Linked DNA regions of Sus scrofa: region 1 is linked to region 2. Evidence: chromatin contacts called from public HiChIP or PLAC-seq data. All regions are on one chromosome and are shown on one strand. Each heading gives the region's core, a stretch centred on a gene start, on an enhancer-like site or on the middle of the called end of the contact. The rest is flanking DNA. Distances are from core to core; before and after follow the strand shown. Region 1 overlaps FAH (fumarylacetoacetase). Region 2 overlaps LOC102167410 (5-formyltetrahydrofolate cyclo-ligase).

Region 1 (6,519 bases), core at 2,006-4,505, 220 kb before region 2:
GCCTCACTTTCTCAATGGGTAACATGAAGGAGTGGGGCAGCAGTCTTCCAGGGGTGCTACGGCACTTCCTAGCAGCCCTTTCCTGCATACTGCGTCCTACTCCTGCGATGGCAGCTCCTTCCTCCTGGCGGACACTGAGCCTGCTGCCAGGATCACCTCCATGAAGGGCGGAGCCCCTAGAACGTACAGTGGGAAAGCCCCAGAGAGCCTGGGGTATCTAAACAGGACAAAAGGAGAAGAAAATCTGGGAAGAAAAGAGACTGGACAGAGTGTGGCCTGGAGGGTCTGTGGGCATCCCCAGCCCTGGGTGCTCCCACCAGGAATGGAAAATGACACCTGATACCTCTCAGGCACAGGCGCTGTTCTAGACCTTGACATGAATCCACTCGCTTAACCCATCACAGTTATACCATGAAGTCAATGCCATCTGTATCCCAGTTTACAGATGACAAACTGGCACAGACAGATTCAGGAACGTGCCCAAAGTTGGGCAGGGGCAGAATTAAGACTCGAACCCCAGCTGTGGCCTGCACGGCCAGGCTCTTTACCACTAACGCTCCGCTGGCCTATTAATTAACGCAGTGTAGCCAAGCGGCCTCGGGGGACGTGGGCCCTGCCTGCCAGGTGCCCAGAGCTGACCCAGGTCAACACTGGGTGCGCTGGCTGTGGGGCCCCAGAGGGCAGGGCCGGGCCAGCGAGGACTGGCTTTCAAACGTGCCCTGGATGAAATGTGCCACCCAAAGGGAGCAGAGGCTGGCAGGCTCTGGCTGGGGAGGCTGGAGAGGGGATTCAAGCAGAGGGTGGAGGCCCCAGACTCCATGGTTTCTGGTCCTCAGAGCTGAGAGCCCGGTGACATGAGGCTAATGCCACATGGGCCCAGTGTGGCTCCCTTTGAGCACAAGGATGTCCCTTCCCCTCCACTCTCCTTTACACGAACCCCACGTTCTCCCAGGCCATGGAATTTGACACCCTCTCATCCCCACCCCCAGGAGCTCAGGAGCCACATACCCACCAAGTACTTGGGCACATGGGCCCTCTGGCCCCTGTCGCACCCTGCGATCCCAAAACAGTACCTTTCAGGGCGACAGAGAGGTTGATGTCGAACATGTAGGGCTGGTCGTGGCGGAGATATGGCAGAGGCTTGGGGTCCTGAGAGGGCAGAGCAGAGCACAGAGTCATGGGCAGGCGGGCTGAGCTGGCCCAGGCCGGGCCTGCAGCAGAGCCACGGTGCTCAGGCACAGAGGACCTGAGGATGAAGAGGCCGCTCCTCTCCAGGGACCAGCACTGTGTCCCGGGACAATGAGGGCTGAGGGTGGTCATATGAGCTGGGCTCTGGGAAAGAAGCCGAGGAAGAGGCAGCAGCAGGTCAAAGGTACAGAAGCCGCATCAGAGAGGTCCCCAAAAAGCTGAAGGAGCATGCTGGGGAAGTGGGGGATGGTGGGAAGGTGGGGACAGTGGGAAGGGGGACAGTGGGAAGGTGGGGAGAGTGAGAAGGTAGGAACAGTGGGAAGGGGGACAGTGGGAAGGTGAGGACTGTGGGAAAGTGGGGACAGTGGGAAGGTGGGGACAGTGGGAAGGTGGGAACAGGGGGAAGGTGGGGAGAGTGAGAAGGTGGGGACAGTGGGTAGGGGGACAGTGGGAAGGGGGACAGTGGGAAGGTGGGGACAGTGGGAAGGGGGACAATGGGAAGGTGGGGACAGTGGGAAGGGGGACAGTGGGAAGGTGGGGAGAGTGGGAAAGATGGGGACAGTGGGAAGGTGCAGACAGTGGGAAGGTCAGAGATGGGGGAAAAAGCAAGGCCCGTGGGAAAGGCCGGGGCAGCAGAAAGGGATGGTGGCCGGCAGGGACAGGCCCCAGCTGTGGAGGCAGATTCGACAGCCAGGCCAGAAGGTCGGCACCTTGGCCAAAAGCATTGTTTTCCCAAAGAGCAATATGTGAATCTAGTGGTACATGAGATAACATAGGGTGATTTGGTTTTAATAGCTCTCTTTCTTTTTAGGTTGAACTTGGTGGCAAGTGATACCAATGGGACATAAAGTTCCTTTTCTAAATACACTGTTAGAATTTTCAAATGGAAGCTGGAGTTCCCGCCGTGGTGCAGCGGAAACAAATCCGACTAGGAACCACGGGGTTGCGGGTTCGATCCCTAGCCTTGCTCAGTGGGTTAAGGATCCGGCATTACTGTGAGCTGTGGTGTAGGTTGCAGATGCGGCTCAGATCTGGCGCTGCTGTGGCTGTGGTGTAGGCCAGCAGCTGTAGCTCCAATTAGACCCCTAGCCTGGGAACCTCCATATGCCACAAGTGCAGCCCTAAAAATTTTAGCAAAAAAAAAAAAAAAAAAGTCTTCAAATGGAAGCTGCTTTTAGGCATTAAAGAAATAAGAGTTCAGAATTGGCAAGAGCCATGAGAGTTGCATGTAATGGTATTCAGGAAAGGCTGGCGTAAAGAGAGATGGAGCCCAGAGAGCCCTGGCAACGGTACAGGGGCGCCTGTGAACGGAGAGCTGGACCAGGGATGGAGCCTGGAGGGGACGAGCAGGGGGTGCAGCAGCAGGCTAGACAGTCCCCGTGGGGGTGGGCTGCAGAAGAAGGCACAGGTGGGGGCTCACCAAGGAGGGAAGAAGGGACATGTCTCAGCGACTGAACACAATGGCTGTGCAGGAGTGGTCAAGGAGGGAGCAAGGGGACAAGCATGAGAGGCCTGCGGGAGCTTCACGGGAAACTGGTCTGCAAGGACCTTGAGCACAGCTCCGTGAGACGGAGGCAGGGCTGAGGGGTGTCCAGGAACATGGGCGGGTGGCCTGGGTGAGGGAGCCTTGTGTGTTGGGGCGGGAGGGGTCGTGGGGGGAGGCCAAGAGCAAGGTAAGAAGCTCAGGGGAGGGGTGGGAGGAGGGGCAGAGGCTGAGCGCTCAGCTAGGGCTGCCCTCTGGGCTGTTGGAGCATCCTGGGACTCTGGGAGACATGGGGGAACAGGGACAGGTCATGTCAGAAGCCAGGGGGAGTGACTGCCTAGGAAGAGTAGGGGGATGCCGAGGCATCCACGCTGAAGAGGGCACAGGGCCACAGGCAACCACCAAGGTCACAGGGCACAGTGGTGAGACCACTGGCGGTGACCGGGTAAAGGCAGCTGCCAGGCTGCAATGGACTGAGGCATGAGGGCTGAGGCTGAGACGCCCCTGGATGGTGGCATGGGCACAGGAGGCTCTGGACCAGGACTCCTGGCTGCCTGACTCCACACTGCAATCTATCAGTTGGGCTCCAGGGGGCACCATTGCACAGAACACAACCTAGGGACCTGGGAAGTTGTGCCATGTGGTGATTCTGGCAGGGACCTCTTCTGCCAACTGGCCAGTTCTTATGGCCTCAGAGCATTCTGAAGTTTACAAAATTCCACGCTTTCCTCCAAGAACCATGCAGGGGGCACGGAAAGCACAAGGTAGAATGATTGATGCCATGCCTGCTTAGAGACCCCCAGCATGAGGCCATGATGGGGCACAGAGCTTACCCTCCAGACCCTCTCCATGCCTGGTGGGCAAACAGCCTCGGAGTCAGAGGGGCCTGGGTTTGGGACTTCCTGCACAGGGTATGCTTACCTGCTCTGGGTTGGGCACAGCAAAGGGCATGAGGGCATCCATGGGCACCACCCATGGGGATATGGTGGTTCCAAAACTCTTCCCGAGGAACGGCCCAAGAGGGACATACTCCCACTTCTGAATGTCTCGAGCTACAGGAGAAGGGCGGGGAAGGGCTTACAAACGCTGACCGGGTCTTGTACCAAGTCCCTCCTCGCCTTGACCGAGGGGCACAGATGCTCAGCACAGCCTCCCCCCACCCCTGGTGCTCGGGCCCCAACCAGGCTGGCAGCCCCAGGTTCAAGGACATAGGTGCTTTGAGGTCGCTGTGCCAGGTTGCAGCAAAGAGAAAGATGTCCCAAGGGCAGTCAGCACAGCTTCCCCTGAAGGGGCTGGAAGCTCATCCTTATACCTGAGGTGACACTTCCTGGGACTCGCGGCCCCATCTTCCTCTGTATATGGCCTCAGGGTTGACACAGGCTCAGAAACAGGGCTGCTTGTTTGAAATTTCAGCTCCACAACTAGCTGAAATCTCTGTGCCTCATTCCTCGCCTATAAAAGGGGAGTAATAATATGGCCCGATCCAAGCAGGGACTCAGGAGAAGAGTCCACGTGGGGTGTTCAGCACAGAGCCTGGAGCATAACAGCTCAGAAACGTTAGCTGGGACATCCAGTCTTATCCTTATTCAACTTACAAGAAACTTGGAGCTCAGAGCTGGGAAGTCTGTTTGATACCCAAGCCTGAGCTCTCAGCCACTGTACCACCTGCTGCCTTTGTCTGGCACCGGGCCCAGGCGACCATCCCTGGCATCTGTGAAAGTGTCCCAGGTACCCAGCCTTCCCCCAGAGCAGTGTGTGCACAGGAAACAGCTCCAGGAAGCCCAGCGCCCCATAATTACCACTCCAGTCGTTCATAAGGACCATTCCAAAAATGTGCTCGTGGGCCTTGGAGATGGGGATGGGCTCTCCAAGTCTGTTCCCAGGGCCTACAAAGAAAGCCTGACATGGGGGAAAGCTGATGAGAATCTGGCTCTGACCTGCTGCCCCAGGTCACTTCCCTGGAGGGCAAAGGTCAGGCAGTTCCAAACAGTAGCCGGGGACCTGGACAGCCACCGGGGCCTGGCAAGGCTACAAATCCACCATATTTCCAACATCCTAAAGGACCCCTGAGTGGACAGATAGCCACCCTGGGAAGCGGTGAGCAGCTGTATGCCAGTGCCTCCTGAGGCCCCCTCACGGCCCCTGAGCACCGGCCCCTGCATCGACCTCCTCCCACGCCTCTGCTCCTTCCCCTCCATCCCGTTCTCACTCTGCATTTTAAGCTTTGACAGCTACACAAGCCTTGTGTTTGTGTCATGAAAAATGAAAAGGCTGCCTCCATGATGCAGCCAAGAGAGTCTGTCACGGCAAACCCCACACCCCACCCCTCACCCACAGCCTCTGAGGAAACACCATCAACATAAAATCACAAGAAACACTGAGTTAGCAAATACAGACAGATCGCTCCCAGGGGAAAATCCAGGGTTAAGGAGTTCCCGTCGTGGCTCAGTGGTTAACGAATCCGACTAGGAACCATGAGGTTGCAGGTTCAATCCCTGGCCTTGTTCAGTGGGTTAAGGATCCAGCGTTGCCGTGAGCTGTGGTGTAGGTCGCAGACAAGGCTCAAATCCCGCATTGCTGTGGCTCTGGTGTAGGCCGGTGGCTACAGCTCCTATTTGACCCCTCGCCTGGGAACCTCCATATGCCGCAAGAGCGGCCCAAGAAATGGCAAACACACACACACACCCACAAAAAAATATCCAAGGTTAAGTTCCTGCCAGCCTCTGGTCCCAACATTTGCATCAATGAATCAGTACACAGCCTGGCTTTATGTGTGTTTCTATTTAAGGACACTTCTTTCAACATACCAGGCCAACCTTGGTGATATTTCAGGTTTAGGTCCAGAGCACTGCAATTAAGCAAAGATCTCAATAAAGTGAGGTTTGCCAGTGCTTATAAAAATTATGTTTAGGAGTTCCCCTTGTGCTCAGGGTTAAAAACTAGTATCCATGAGGATTTGGGTTTGAGCCCTGGTCTTGCTCAGTAGGTTAAGGATCCAGCACTGCCGTGAGCTGTGGTGTTGGTCTCAGATGCAGCTCAGATCTGGCCTTGCTGTGGCCGTGGTGTAGGCCGGCAGCTGCAGCTCTGATTTGACCCCTAGCCTGGAAATTTCCATATGCCACAAGTGCGGCCCTAAAAGGCCATAAAAAGAAAAAAAGAAAAAAAAAAAAAGACCACTGATCTTAGATCGCCATGATAGATACAATAATGATGAAAAAGTTTGAAATATTAGAAGAATTACCAAAATGTGACACAGAGACACGGCGTGGGCAACAGACTTTGCTTGACGAGGGGTTGCCGCAAACCTTCAATATGTGAAAAATGCAACATCTGCAAAGCACAGCATAGCAAAGTGCAGGAAGATGAGGTCGGCCTGCATGTTGTTAATTCGTGATCATGAACTCATGGCCACGGGCACTATCAGGTCCCAAATACAGCTTATCCAGTGCACACCTTTTCTCCACTGGGCACATCACAACTTTCTTGTGCTTAGGAACACCACACAGCAAAAAGCACGTCAACAAAAAGCACAAAATTCAAAATAACATGGCCCTGAAAAGACACTTGTTTGCATGATAGCGGTTGAAATATAAAGGCAGAGCATGGCCTTGCTCAACCTCAGGTGGGAACATGTAAATCAAATTTTTTGCCAGTCCATGCGTATCCTTGAATGACCCCCCAAAACTCTGAGAATATTGATTTCCGGGTTACAAACTGACTGCGAGTAGGTGAATTCACAAATACAGAATCCGTGCATAGTGAGGATGGACAGTACTTCTGAAGCCAGAGCTGTCATTGACGTGGCTGAGACAGGGGAACAGCCCATTGCTCAGGGCTGCCATCCCAGA
Region 2 (6,569 bases), core at 1,608-4,107:
TTGGACACCCAGCTGGATGTCAGAGAATTGCCTGGTGGTACAGGAAAAAAAAAAAATTAGAGATGTGGACTCTTTTAGAGCAGAGATCTTCTCCTAAATCATCTGTACTCCTGGTGCCTAACATCCTGTGGTTCACATCATAGACTTTCAGTGAACGTTTTTTTGAGGTAAAGCCAACACTTCTGTGAATTCAGAGCATGCTTGTATAAATTTATGGATGATCAATATTTTATAGCCATTAAAGGAAAGCCAGATTTAAAAAAATAACAACCTAGGGACCTTTTAAAAAGCATATCAGGAGTTCCCACTGTGGCTCAGCAGGTTAAGAACCCGATATACTATCTTTGATGATGTGAATTCAATCCTTGGCCTCACTCAGTGGATTAAGGCTGGTGGAGGCCGACAGCTGCAACTCTGATGCGCCCCTAGCCTGGGAACTTCTGCATGTTGCAGGTGTGGCCATAAAAAGAAAAATAAAATAAAAAGCATATCAGAAATTGTTTTATAAGATGCTGTGATGCTTTTATTTGGTATATGAGCATCAAGGGTTCACATCAGTCCTGGATTGGAATAACCTTGCAATTGTTCTGTCTTCTTCCAACACTCGTTTGGGGGACGCTATAGAGTTAAGATCAGGGTGGAATGTTTTTGGGGACGCTATAGAGTTAAGATGAAGGTAGAATGTTGTACCTGTTGTGTTGTACCTGCTGTGTGCTCCTACACCTGGGTTTGGAGCTGTGAGTTGGTGTGTAGGCCCTGGGTCTCTGAGTCTAGACTCATGTGAAAGACTGGTCGGAACCCATGGGTCTCCAGGGCACCTGCACACATCTTGGCACTTGAGGCACTCCGTGTGGGTGAGGGGACAAAAGAAGCTGCGTGCCGGGGTGGTTGCTGGGCCCAGGATGGGATGAAGGTGCTGCTCTGTATCTTCTGTAATGCCAGGTTCTCCTAGGAATACCAAGATTGCGAGTCTTTTCCATCTGCCAAGTCAGAGTGCCGCGTGAAACCTGTAGCAGCCGCCAGGTCTGTGCTGCGTGCATGGTCCAGGCAATGGGTATTGTCTCGTTATGTTCTGTGGAGACTCTAATAGCACTGTCATCACAGAGGACTTTCAAAGCGTCCACGAGAATTGTTTGTTGTATTTTTATTAAGCCAAGAAATTAGCAGTTATGGGTTCCTCCATAGTTTGATGTTTTGCTATGATTTACAGAAAACTTGCTGAAGTGGTGTTTCTAAACCTTTAACACATGTCTCTGTGCTTCGCAAAAATCCGCTTTACTCGTTGTATTTGAACTTTAAAAAAATCCGCTTCACTCATTTTATTTGAACTTTAAAAATACATTCGGATGACTAAAAAAGAAATCAAAGCGGTTGTGATTTTGGAGTGTGCTTTTTTGCACACTGCACACGCTTTTTCCAGGAGTTTGGGGGCAACCTCTCCCTCAGGGGTTAGAGACCGTTGCCTTCAGAGTTAGACCCTGTGGGAGCTGGAGCAAAGGCTACTGGTCCTCGCTTCATCATCCTTGTTTCAGAGGGGATAATTGATGCCCGGGGAGGTCAAGTGACTTCTCCAAGGACACACACGGAGTTCCTAACAATGCAGTGGTCACCGGGTTCTCCTCTTTTCCTCTGCCTTTGAGCCACCGTCTTTTCTTCACACCTCAGTTGTTAAGATGCTCTACCACCTGGATCCTCGTTCCCTCTCCTGACAGCAAACTGCACCAGCACCTTTCATGGGACAGGTACTGTTGGTAATTGTATTCATGGGGACCTTGTCATATTCTCCCAAGGAAGAACCTGATCTAAGTCACATGTCTCTAAAAGTACACTGGTTTTGAAGTTAAGCTTCTTTTCCATCATTTTATAGTCAAGTAAATGCACAGGAAGAACAGTCTAGGCTTTTATTGGTAACAGGGCCTTTCATTTGAATGATAAGTATACTCCTGATAGGCTTCCTTGGAGCGCTTCCAGGATTGTCTGTTTTATCTTTTGCAGCAGCACCTTTAGACTATATGCTCATTTTGGAGAGTGGTAATTTACTTTTTGTTAACTCCCAGCCCATTAAGATTAAAAGATACTACCTTAGGGGTTATGGCCTGTTTTTCTTGCCAAGATGGCTTAGCCTGCTAAACGTTCTATTCAAGCATAATGATTCATTGAGTGTACTATGGAGCACTTAAGTATCATTAAAAGGACTAACCCAGGTGACTTCAGACTTCCTACATATAGAACTTCATGTGTTTAAACTCTTTTTCAATTCAGTTTTTATTGCTTTTAATTGAGACATTAAAATGCCTATTAGGTTTATGTGTGTTTTTGTATATAGTTCAGTTGAGAGAAAAGGCAGAATTTTTAAGAGGAGGTTGAATTAGAAAAAAATAAATTGTTTTTTGTTTAGTTTTCTGACCCTTAAATATCAAGTCAGAGTGGTGAAAACTGGCGTGTGCATAAATGCCACTATGGGTTTCCGTGTCGCCGTGGAAATGTGCTTTCTCCCCCTCCCCCACTCCTCCTTTCTTCGTGAGCAGGTTCTCCCCTGTGTTCTGTCACTCCCTCCCCAAGGATTGATGGGACAGTCTTGCAGCCCGGGGAACGTCGGACTGCAGGCTGGGGAGAGCCTCCCTCTTAGCCATCTGTGCTGTGGACAAAAGCCAAGAGGATCTGTATACTTCCATGGATGCCTTCAGCAGTGAAAATGGCCCTCTAAAATTCTTCATTGTAGCATTTTGAAAGGCCAACAAGACTGGGGTGTTTCTTTATGATGAATTAGAACATGTTCTTCTTTCCAGGGAAGTGAGTTAGGGCGTTTTCTCCATTGCGAAATGAGGGCAAGACATGATTTCAAGGAAGCTGGGCCAGTAAAATGAAATGAAATTCCACCTTTGTCCATTTGGCAAATGTTGGGGTTGACGTCTCTGTCTTAGGTTATGGCAGTGACCTGCTCCCTGGCCACCCTTCTCTGAAACTTGACTTCTCTGACTCATGTTCCTGACAAAGTGACCTTAACACTCACCTGGACTGTATTACTCCACCCCTTGAAAGGTTTGTTTTCACTTTCTAGAAAATAAGTCCAGATTCAGTAGCAGAATTCAAGGAAGATGAGAAGTGTGTGTGTGTGTGTGTGTTCTTTTGGGGAAGATCTTTCTGTCTTTGCTCTTCTAACTCAGCCTGACACGCCCATATTCTTTGTCTGACTTTTGAATCGTAATCATCCTTTAAGTCTGGCATAAAGGCTGCCTCTAGGAGCCTCCCTAGATTCCCCAGTCAGATTTAAACATTTCTTCCTTAATATTTCTACCCATGTTATGACACCTCAGTATGCTTTGTGTTATTGAATTGGCTTTATTATACCCCATGCTTGTAATTTAAACATTTTTTTTTAACTTTAATAATTGCAGGATTGGCAGTCCACCACTTACCAGGAAAGCCCATTCCATTTCAGACCACTTTATAGGAGGTTAGGAGTTATTTTCTATTTTAAGCTTGTGCCTTTGTGTAACTCTTTTAGCTGATGGTCCTGCTGCTCCTTACAGAAACCCTTAAATAGTTTGAAACATTTCCCTTGTTGTATTTGGGCTGGATGGTACCCCAGTGAACTTGATGCATCACCTTTTTCTTCACCATCTTAAAAATCCTTTTTAAATTATAAGCCTAATGATTGTATATTGAATGAGTGATTGATTGTAGCTGCCAAGAAATGTGAACATAATCCATCGATGTTTATTTTTCATGCTAATCATTTTCTAAAATCATGTATGTATTACTAATCATCCACAAGTAAGCAAGAAGAACAAGCCAATATTGTTGGATGAAGTGGGCAGTGAGCTATGAAATGGAAAATGAACAGAAACAAAACTGTCTTCCTATCTGCCCATCTCACGACTTTGGTTTAAAGTAGTACAATACACATAAAAATGTCAGTTTTCGAGTGTAGTGATGCTGGAAGCCAGAATCACTGCTAAGAAGTCCTGGGATGATTTAGTTTGTCAGATTGTCGAGACCAGTTTTTTTTTGTAAGCCTGACTCATTAGGGCTTTATAGTTTAGTAGCATTAAAAAAAAACAACAACAACAACAAAAAAAAACCCGAGAAAGACATAGGAAAAAACTTTTTAAATTAGAGGTTTGTGTGCTCCTGTGTGTATGTATGTGTGTGTGCATGCACCTTTATGTGTGTTTGTGTGTGTCTGTGTGTTTGTGTGTAAAGTGGGTCACAGTGTTTTTCTTACCGTAGGTTCCAGAAAGTTTGAAAGCTACTGGTTTAGGTGCCTACCTCTCAAAAGGCCATGTATTTTTTTAGGGGCCCCTGGTGGACTATCAGTGGGCTCATAAAACAAGAGAACAAACAGTACATTTTCTTTAAGTGTTCATTTTACTTCAACATTTTGGGAAAACAAATGTAGAATAACAAACAAAACCCTACACTGTTTTTATACCAAAACAAGCACGAATGTATTGAATATAAAAAAAATTCATGGAGTCCCTGTCGTGGCTCAGTGGTTAACGAACACTACTAGGAACCATGAGGTTGCGGGTTTGATCCCTGGCCTCATTCAGTGGGTTAAGGATCCGGCATTGTGGTGTAGGTTGCAGATGCAGCTAGGATTCCGCGTTGCTGTGGCTCTGGCATAGGCTAGCGGCTACAGTTCCCTGGCCTGGGAACCTCCATATGCTGCAGGAGCGGCCCAAGAAACGGCAAAAAGACAAAAAAAAAAAAAAAAAAAAAAAAGAAATTCATTAATTTTAACCATAAAACACAAAATATCAAAATGAAAACCGTTTTGGTTGTGGTGGGCCACGTTGGGCAGGTCCCCAGGGATTTTGTTCTTTTCTGTAGGAAAAGTTTGGACAGTGTTGATCACGTAGTCTTTAAATCATGGAATACAAAAGAGAGGAACAATTTTATGTTAAATCTCTTTTTTAGTACCTTGTTTTGCTTCCTCTATTATTTTTATGTTTAAAGTTTTGTCAGTGGTTGATGGAGGGATTACACGTTTAATTAACACAGTTCAGTTTAATACCAAATTCCAGTAAAATATAGCAACTTGGTTTTTAGGTAATTCCATTCCTTTCCTCCATCCATGCTATGAATAGCATGTAAATTATATGATATTTATTTATTTATTTATTTATTTTTATATGATATTTATATTATAAGCTATATGGTATTATATGTACTGAAAATACAACATAGATGTTGTTTTAAAAATCATATGCCGTAAACCTATCCATCACCTTCAAATATTTCCTCTCACTGTCTTTTATTTGTTATTATTTTTGTGAGAAGAACATTTAACATAAGATTTATTCTTGGCGAATTTTAAAGTGTACCATACGGTCTTGTTAAGGAAAGGCAGTGTGCAGTACAGTGGATCTCTGGGACCTAAATCATCCTCCGTAACTGAAACTTTGTACCTTTTGACTAATACCTCCTTGGTTTTTTCCTCCTCTCATGGAATTAGTTTCTTTTTAAAATCTTTTTTGATTCCTACCTTCCTACTACCCTGTGACTTTTTTTTTTCCTGACTCCTTCATTTATTTTTGCTCTTTCCTATTTATTAATAAAAACATTCAAAATTTCTAATTTTTTCCTTGAATATAGCTTTAGTGACTTTCCATGAATTTGGACATATGATGTTATGGTCCCATTATCTTCTTTTTTATACTAATATCAGATGCTTTGTTTGTCTGAGATATTTAACATATTCAAAAAAATTTCTAAAGTGTTTTGACCACTTTCTAATTTTATTTTTGACTAAGAGAATATTGGCATATACAATTTATCATTTGAGGAATGTGCTAACATTTTCTTTGTGGGTTCATGTATTTTGGTTACTTCAGTTAGGTGTTACATTGGACAGTAAGCATCAGGTCCTGTGAAAAAAGGGCTTAAATAAGGAAAGGTGTTAATTTAAAAAAATTTTTAATCATTTTTTTGTTATTTATATTTATTTTCTCCAGTCTATGGCTAATCTTTTCATTTTCTTTTTTAAAAAATTATTTTATTAAAGTATAGTTGATTTACAATGTTGTTTGCTAATTATTTTTACTTTCATGTAAAAAGAATTTCAGTGGCAGGTGGCTATTGGCATTGATCTCTCAGCCTAAGGATGGGCCTGCAGTTTCTACAATTTTCTTGGTCTTTCTTTCTTTTTGTCTTTTTAGGGCCACATCCACTGAATATGGAGGTTCCTTGTCTAGGGGTTCAATCAGAACTGCAGCTGCTGGCCTACACCATAGCCACAGCAACTCGGGATCCAAGCTGCATCTGCAACCTACACCACAGCTCACAGCAACACCAAATCCTTAACCCATTGAGTGAGGCTAGGGATCAAACCTACGTCCTCATGAATGCTGGTCAGATTTGTTTCCACCGAGCCACGATGGGAACTCCTGGCCTTTCTTATCTGATTGAAAAGTGACTGCTCTAGATCCAGCTTTCACATCTGAACTGAGCAAGGAGGAAGAATGAGACTAATGGCAGTGATTGGATGTTCCCACTTTGAAGGAACTTCCCTGGAAACCTTTACATCTCATTGGCTTGATGTGTGATGACTCCTGTTCATAGGA

What was found. HiChIP or PLAC-seq counts read pairs in DNA pulled down with a chosen protein or histone mark.
Region 1: a contact with region 2 is called in an H3K27ac HiChIP or PLAC-seq map of alveolar macrophages. The contact joins two enhancer-like sites. A contact is called at or near these places in 2 of 47 Hi-C or Micro-C datasets (embryonic fibroblasts and epiblast stem cells) and 1 of 2 datasets of contacts at active chromatin or transcription factors (alveolar macrophages).

The regions. Positions count from the first base shown.
Region 1 is chr7:49,071,162-49,077,680 of Sscrofa11.1, reverse strand. FAH (fumarylacetoacetase) reads right to left here. Exons shown (of 14, transcript XM_003356648.4): 8 at 4,471-4,570; 9 at 3,593-3,723; 10 at 1,074-1,149. Among named protein-coding and RNA genes, the nearest start is that of TRNAK-UUU, 6.8 kb to the right of the region's middle. Within about 2 kb of position 3,255, at least 4 of the 83 cell types and tissues checked have an H3K27ac peak or open chromatin away from gene starts, as enhancers often do. A contact at or near this core is called in alveolar macrophages, where this site is marked.
Region 2 is chr7:48,851,294-48,857,862 of Sscrofa11.1, reverse strand. The region is part of intron 2 of LOC102167410 (5-formyltetrahydrofolate cyclo-ligase); the gene reads left to right. Among named protein-coding and RNA genes, the nearest start is that of BCL2A1, 43 kb to the left of the region's middle. Within about 2 kb of position 2,857, at least 8 of the 83 cell types and tissues checked have an H3K27ac peak or open chromatin away from gene starts, as enhancers often do. A contact at or near this core is called in alveolar macrophages, where this site is marked.